Linked DNA regions of Bombyx mori: region 2 is linked to region 1. Evidence: chromatin contacts called from public Hi-C data. All regions are on one chromosome and are shown on one strand. Each heading gives the region's core, a stretch centred on a gene start, on an enhancer-like site or on the middle of the called end of the contact. The rest is flanking DNA. Distances are from core to core; before and after follow the strand shown. Region 1 overlaps LOC101742023 (protein PALS1). Region 2 overlaps LOC101742023 (protein PALS1).

What was found. A called contact is a pair of places that touch in the nucleus more often than the background predicts.
Region 2: a contact with region 1 is called in a Hi-C map of whole pupa, with 1.8 times the contacts expected there. The contact joins two enhancer-like sites. A contact is called at or near these places in 2 of 7 Hi-C or Micro-C datasets (both in whole pupa).

What each region holds. Positions count from the first base shown.
Region 1 is chr18:2,096,229-2,100,219 of ASM3026992v2, forward strand. The region is part of intron 8 of LOC101742023 (protein PALS1); the gene reads left to right. Among protein-coding and RNA genes, the nearest start is that of LOC101742163, 66 kb to the right of the region's middle. Within about 2 kb of position 2,468, at least 7 of the 8 cell types and tissues checked have open chromatin away from gene starts, as enhancers often do.
Region 2 is chr18:2,140,621-2,144,746 of ASM3026992v2, forward strand. The region is part of intron 8 of LOC101742023 (protein PALS1); the gene reads left to right. Among protein-coding and RNA genes, the nearest start is that of LOC101742163, 21 kb to the right of the region's middle. Within about 2 kb of position 2,176, at least 4 of the 8 cell types and tissues checked have open chromatin away from gene starts, as enhancers often do.

The DNA.
Region 1 (3,991 bases), core at 1,218-3,717:
TTCCGGAAACAATCATGCGTAGCCACTCGAAAGATCTGAAAGCCTATTTATCATATCAACAAGTTGATAATTTAAACAAATGTGTTAAGCTGGACAGAATAATTTACATTGCACACCACAGTAAACTCATAAAAAAGTCTCATAAAAAAACTCATAATAATATTTTGAGTTGACTCAAAATAATATAAGGGTTTTCAAGACTTTGGCACGTACACAGTGAAAGTCGATGTTTAAAAAAAAACGATTTGAGAGGAACCGGCCGCATCTACAATAAAAAAATTGAAAGAATGCAATTATTACACACGTAAAAGTAACGTTGGATATATTACATAAAAACAACACGAAAACTGGTTTTAATAGTAACGCAACAACTTACGATCTGCTCTTTTGAAACAAAAATGTCTTTTACGTGGATTAATTAAATCAATAAGGTCGGATGTGGCATATTGGTTTTTACACCAGTATGAGGATTGATATTTACACGATAGTTGTAATATTTTATTTGGTTAATAATTTAATGCACTAAAACGCTTCCCTGTTTTTATCGTTTAGTAATTTATTAAAGTATGTTATGCTTATTTTTAATAAACTTTCTGAATTTACACGTTACTTCAAATCATAATACATACTATTTTTTTACATATTCTGTTTTTATATGTTTGCATGTTTTATACAAGCTGCTCTATGGAAAGGCATCTAAGGATTTTTCCACGAAAAATATCAAAAAATTGTTTCTAGAAATCTCTTTTGCTATGAAACATCTGGTTTTCGAATTCACTTTGCGATGTTTCTGGTATTCCATCCCGTATTATCCTTCTTTAAAGGGAGTTATAAAGGAATCTTCAGCAGCAAGCAGCAATTTCGCCGTTCCCCTTACATTGCTGATGTCCATGAGCGATGTCTGTAGTCCATTATAAGGTAACTCGCATACATCGAGTTCTCTAAAAGCCATTTTCGGTATACAGAGTTTTTTTTTAAATGAACTTTCATAAATTATGGTAAAATGAAAATTGCACCACCCGAAGTTCTTAGATGAAAACACGTTCTTTACATTTTAGACGAACATTCAGTTGAAGCATTTCAATTACTTACTGCCGAAACGAGATCAAAACGACTTCAATGACGCTAATTAATTCCGTTTTACGTATGAAAAACGGAAGGCCTTACAGTCTTTACATTTAATCTTTAAATACAGGCGTCCCCGCATTTGGAATTTCGCTTAATTAACAAACCCTCGACGAATATAGCACTGGTAGGTGGACAAACAAAAACAAATATTTATATTTGCAAACACGAAGTCTTTGTCCGTTTTCCGTCCGACTACGGACGGTTTCTAAATCTAATATCTAAGTATGTAGGTTTTTTTAATACAAATATATATTTTAAAATATATTTATAAAAATAACTTAAACCATAAGCATTGTATACAGAATAATGAAGACGGAAACTCTTTTGCCGTGTGCGTGTCATGAAACAGTAGGCCATCGGTTATATATTATAGCTTAACTCTTATCTTAAAAATAGATATTAACGCGAATCAGATTTTTGCCAGATTTAGTTTACTTGTGGATGCGATTGATAAACTCTATTAATGGTATTTAGTAATCCATTTTTATTGGCATTAAAGTACCAGTAGAACTCCCAATTGCGCTAGAAATAAATCATTTGGAAGTTCTGAACAGTGTGCTTAGTGCGAGTTTTTTAAAGTTCTCGATAGCGTAAAAGCTAACTCAAATTTGTACGCAGTTGCAACAGTGCCCCTAGTGGCAAACGTAGACAAACGTTCCAACTCCATACAAATTTGAGTTAACTTATACGTTATCGAGAATGTTAAAAACTCGCACTAAGCACACAGATAGAACAATACTTCACGCCTACTCCGTAATCTCTGGCCGCAATTACCAGCTACTTGTACTTAAATTCGTGCCGGTGAGGACCATTACTTACAATAATTTAATATCTTGAATATGATATGCCTTTAAACTTGTGTATCTTCGAAGGCAAAAAAAGTAATCTATTTTCCGTGTGATACAAATTGCTTAAGATGATCTCATCCCTAAAAGGAGACCCTTATGTCGATGCATTATAAGAGTAAAATACATTCCTACTACCCAGTGATATCAATTTTGCCAATTGAGATTAGGCTCTGGAATTAGCTTCCTTTTGTGGTATTTAGCCACCGTCATCACACGTCTGTAATGAGACAATGGTTGTGTCACGCGCGGCATCTGTGTAACGGAAGGTGATGTATGTCTGCTTGAGACGTAAGCCAGTTTCGGCAATATTTGTTTTATCTCGTATTTATTTCGGGTCTATAAATATTACATAATTATAAAGATTCATAAAGATAAGTAATAAGTGAATTTTCGAATACATTTATACCACATCCGTCGAGCACACTTGTTTTAGGTTTCGTAATTTCAAGTTTTAGTTTGCAATAGGGCGGGCCGCGCGGCCGGTTCGCGCCAAGTCGAACGGCCGCGATTCCTAGTCCCTCGCTTACTTTCGTCTCGGTTTGACGTACGTCGGACTCCGCAGTGTCATTCTCAAACGTGACAGCGACGTTTTGTTTTTCTTTCAATAATCGTGTTTATATTTAGCGAATGGTTTTCGAAAAATAGTGCCTATATTGTGTAAAAAAATATTAATGTGTTATAATTAATTCCTTTTTAAAAAATTTGTTGTTTGGTTGTCAATGTTGACCAAGTGTCCAAGTCTGATTGGGTAAATGATAATTAATAATTGAATGGTATTTTTATGTTCGTGTGTTTAATGGTAAAAGTGACGATCGTGTTTGGATTTGTTTTTAACAGTTTTGAGCGAATCGACAATTGCTTAAGAATTAGCGCCTTCAACAACTTTGTAAAACGGGTATATTTATTTTAAAATTAACCTAACATTCAACATACAGTTCAGTGAAATAATTAATAGAATTTTTCCGCGTTTAGCTCTTTCACGAAATATTATTGCGATCCAAGAGAACTGGAATTTAATTTAAGGTTATATGAAATTTGTTTAATTTTTTCTCAACCTATTTTGTATGTGATCGAATGGTTTTTGTATCATACGATCGTTATTTCTTACAGAACACAAAAACAAATCATTATTATATTGTGAAAAATAACGGAAGGTTTTTTTTTATAATTTAAATTTTGGTTATTGTGAGTCATTTATAATGTAAGCGTCACAAAACAATTAACCTTGTCGCCAACATGTACCGTATATACCTATCGCGTACAGGTATATAGCGTGATTGATTTTCACGTTCAACCACAACGATTATTCTACATTACTGTTTTGATATTACGAAGTATTTTTCTGTTAGGTACATATTTTCCTATACAGCGTAATCGAAGAATCTCTGAAAACCAAACTAACAGTGACGCTCTGTTTATTTTAAGGACACTAAAACATTATAAATAATTCGATTGCATAATTACGCGCAATGGAAGACAAACAGAAAACACATGACGCATGGGGTCAGCGGCTTCAATACTGTTGTATTGAGGTACGCTTTTGTTTCACGAAATATGTATGACATAAGTATTTAATATTAGCTAATCAAACCGTTACATGCTGAGTAATCGAATGCAAAAAAGTGAAAAATATGTTGACAAATTGATGAGTTTTGAATCTAAGCGCCTGTATTGACATTTTGTTTTAATAAACCTATTTAGTAACGTGGAAGTTGGGCCAAATTTTTTTTTTATTGACCTTGTAGGCAGACGAGCATACGGCCCACCTGATGGTGAGTGGTTACCGTCGCCCATGGACTTCAGCAATGCCAGGGGCAGAGCCAAGCCGCTGCCTGCAAATGCCATAATGGCCATAAATGGCCATAATAGGCCATAATAGGCCATAATAGGCCATAAATGAATTGGTGCCAACAAACTATTCAAAAATAATTAATTAAGACGCGAATAGTATACGGAGCAATAATAACAAAAGTAAAAGTTGACGAAAACATTAAACTATAATGACGGAATCTAAT
Region 2 (4,126 bases), core at 926-3,425, 44 kb after region 1:
CAACGTAAATGCGCCACACACCTTGAGATATAGTTCTAAAGGTCTCAGTATAGTCACAACGGCTGCCCCACCCTTCAAACCGAAACGCATTACTGCTTCACGGCAGAAATAGGCGGGGCGGTGGTACCTACCCGTACGGACTCACAAGAGGTCCTACCACCAGTAATTACGCAAATTATAATTTTGCGGGTTTCATTTTTATTACACGATGTTATTCCTTCACCGTGGAAGTCAATCGTGAACATTTGTTGAGTACGTATTTCATTAGAAAAATTGGTACCCGCCTGCGAGATTCGAACACCGGTGCATCGCTCAACACGAATGCACCGGACGTCTTATCCGTTAGGCCACGACGACATACTGATCACCTGCTTACGGAACACAGGTGAACACGTATTCAAAATGTTGGAAATAAACATTTTAACCATAAAAATATTTAAAAACCACTACTGTACTACTCGCGAACAAAATTTACCGACTTAGGTACTGATTAGTTTTTAATCAGTAAGTCGGTAAATTTTTTAACACCCTATGTTTAATTCTAGATTCGTCTCTGTCGCGTATATTCCTGAGGTAGCAGACTGCAATTGCCTTACAAAATGAACCAAGTAAATTAATGAATTTTGCAACACAATAGTAGTTGCTGAGTTTGATTAAATTAATTCAATCAAACGTAAATTTAGAAAAATATAAGCTAATTGCTATTTATCGTTGTTACCAAATTAAAAAAAATCTTGGCGAGCATTCTCACTTGCCGTGTGGGCAGTATAAAATAAAATATACGGTATTGTCGTTCGTTTTATCCTGGTTTTGATTTACTACAAGCCCACTGAGTTTCTCTGCGGATTTTCTCAGTGGGTCGCGTTTCCGATCCGGCGGTAGATTCTGCGAAGCACAGCTCTTGCTAAGGTTCGTGTTAGCAACTACGTCAGGTTTGAGCCCCTTCAGCTCACCTACTAGCTCGTTTACGCTGGTATAGTCTATCAAAGCTACCAGCGTAGGTACAAAAAAAAATTACATTTGGCTAGTTAAAAACGTTATATTCTAAATTTCATAGTGGTATAAAACATGAACTAGAAAGTTCGACATGAATTTTTTATACCTCACAACAATATTTGAGATATATTTTTTGAACTAATAGATGAATCAAATTGATCGTGTCCGATCGCAGAGATATGGGCGAATGTTATCGTTCAATCTCGCTGAACCCACAGCGAGGGTGCACGACTGACCCACTAAACTCAAGTAAACCGGTCGTTGTGATAACAAAAGCAGAAATCTAGCACAAAAATTACAAGCACGTTATTATTGGTCAAACCTTTTATCGTTTTCACTCCAATTCGAAACACAACCAGAGAAACGTCTGAAGTAGATTTCCTATAGACGATATAGGATGTATTTTGTGGCGTGTAGCTGTATCTTATCTTATCTTATACCTTTAAACGAGCAATTCTTGTATATTAATATATATATATATATATAATCTGAATCTCGGAAACGGCTCCAACGATTTTCATAAAACTTAGTATACAGGGGATTTCGGGGGCGATAAATCGATCTAGCTACGATTTATTTTCAGAAAATGTTGTTTTATTCGTGTTTTCAATAATCAACTGTTCCCGACATCTATTGGCGAATAATAATACTATTTTTCTTAATTGAGGGCAACTAACCGCTTTAAAGACACAACAAGATGGCGTTATCAAAAAAAAAAACCGAGTAAAGCTCGGTCATCATCTAGTTTATATTAAGGGAGGTAAAAATCCAAAAAAGGCTCTCTGCCATCTGCCGGGAACGTGTTATGAGCTTCTTTGGACACATCATGCGGTCTCCCAGACATGAATTAGGGAAGGGTAGGTACTTCACTGGTGGTAGGACCTCTTGTGAGTCCGCGCGGGTAGGTACCCTGCCTATTTCTGCCGTAAAGTAGTAATGCGTTTCGGTTTGAAGGGTAGGGGCAGCCGTTGTAACTATACTTGGGACATTCGAACTTTTATCTCAAGGTGGGTTACAGCTTAACACTAGGTCAGTAACCGCTTAACACTAGGTGGGCTGTGAGCTCGTCCAGCCATCGAAGCAATAAAAAGAAAAAAAGCCCATAATTTCGCGTCGCATAGCCCTCTAAGCTAAGGGAGCCGTGGGCAGAACACCAGCCAAATGGTCAGATGTAGTAGGCGAAGCACTTGGTGGTACTCTGTACCATGCGTGCCATGCCACCCATGATCCAACACAGTGGAGGAACGCCACATGTGGCCGCGATCGTCAGCAGCGAGGGAACGATGTAGAAGAGAGCCATCATACAACACAAGATATTTGACATACCGTCGCTGTCAAACCAAAATCTGCTATGTGCAAAAACTCTGTTTTGAATTAACGAGTAAAAACATTTTCGTATAATTTTTATATGAAGGTGAACTTTTAAGAACGATATCAAATGAAAGCTATAGATAAATATTAAATCTATAGACACATAACAGTTTTTTTTATACGGCAGATAGGGCTGTGAACTATACGAAAAGGCCAAAAAGTAAAAATCTCAAAAAGTGCACATAGAAGATTTGGGTTTGACAATGACGATATGCCTGAATATCGCTTAAGAAATTTCAAGATAAGTTTGCTTAAATACAAGTTGCGAACAACATTCGGACCGTCGGTCTACCGAGCAATATCGCCCGGTCGGTGGAAGATCTTCCCTTCGTCGTAAACCTCCGACAAATTCATACCTAATCTTCGGTTTATAATTTATTTATATAAAGTTGATAGGCAATAATCCCAAAGGTTGTTTTACAAAGTTTTACAAAAGCTTGGATTTTATTTTCCACTAGCTGACCCGGCAGACTTCGTAGTGCCTCAATCGATAAATAAAAGACCTAAACTTTTGTATAAAATAAACTTAAAACAAACAAAAATAATTCGTCCGACGGGGGACACATCAAAGGAAAAACAAAATTGTTATTTTTATTTAATTCCGAGCATTTTCATATGTTTCTTTCTACCTTTTAAACCTTCTCTGGACTTCCAAAAATAATTCAAGACCAAAATTAGCCAAATCGGTCCAGCCGTTCTCGAGTTTTAGCGAGACCAACGAACAGCAATTCATTTTTATATACATATATAGATTGTATCGATGGTTTTGCAGGGCATTATTATTTTTTGAGGCCGGAAAAGGCTATTTATCGTGATGCATGACGTTGCTACGTACCGGGAGGGTCAACCGGGCGCCCAAACAAACAGAATGTCACGCAAAACCCTGCGGAAACATTGATAGGAGCTCTTAATTCAAATTTGAACTGTGTTTTGGAGTACCTACTATGATCGACCGCGTAGCCCTGCTTTGTTACGGCACCACTTAAAACCAGATGTTGCTCCTTCATTTAAACGTGCTAATTGAACATTTAACGCAGAAGATGAAAGGTTTAATATTTTGTTCTAATTTACATCGCAAATTATTTCCGCTGTGTCGTATCAAATTTCCGTTTTGTACCTTTTTTTTTATTCGAAGAACTTAAATAGAATTTTAATGATAGATGACTGTTTATATTTGTCAATGTTTTTTTTAAGGGATTTTATGACCTGGTAACGAAGACCTTTATTTAGGTCATGTCTTATTTTAATTTACATTCTTATTTTTATGAAAAATGATAAAATGGAGTCAAAATGAAATGAAGATGATAAATTTGAGACATTAATCAACTGGTATGAAATTAAATGTAGTCACATAAGATGTTATGGGATGAAATATAATCTCAGTAAAATGATGGTCATTTACTGAGATTTTTTCAGTGGACTTTTTGGAGGATCCCTAGAAGTTACGTCCAGCGGCTTTGTTTCATTTTCCCACATTTGTGCACTTTCACAGATATTAAACAGTTAATAGACCACCGTTATTACACATTTAAACCTGAAGAAACACTAAATACACAAAACAAAACAAATCACACGACTACACTCCTCGCGTTCCCGTCAAAATTCCTATCAATGTTTTCAGTGCAATCTTAAGAATAGTGTAGCTATTTACCGGTTTTGCTAGCAGTCGATATATGTTGAATGAATTACACGAACGAAACTATTACTTTTGACTTATCATTTAATACGTTCATATAATACGTACAATCGATGTTTTCAG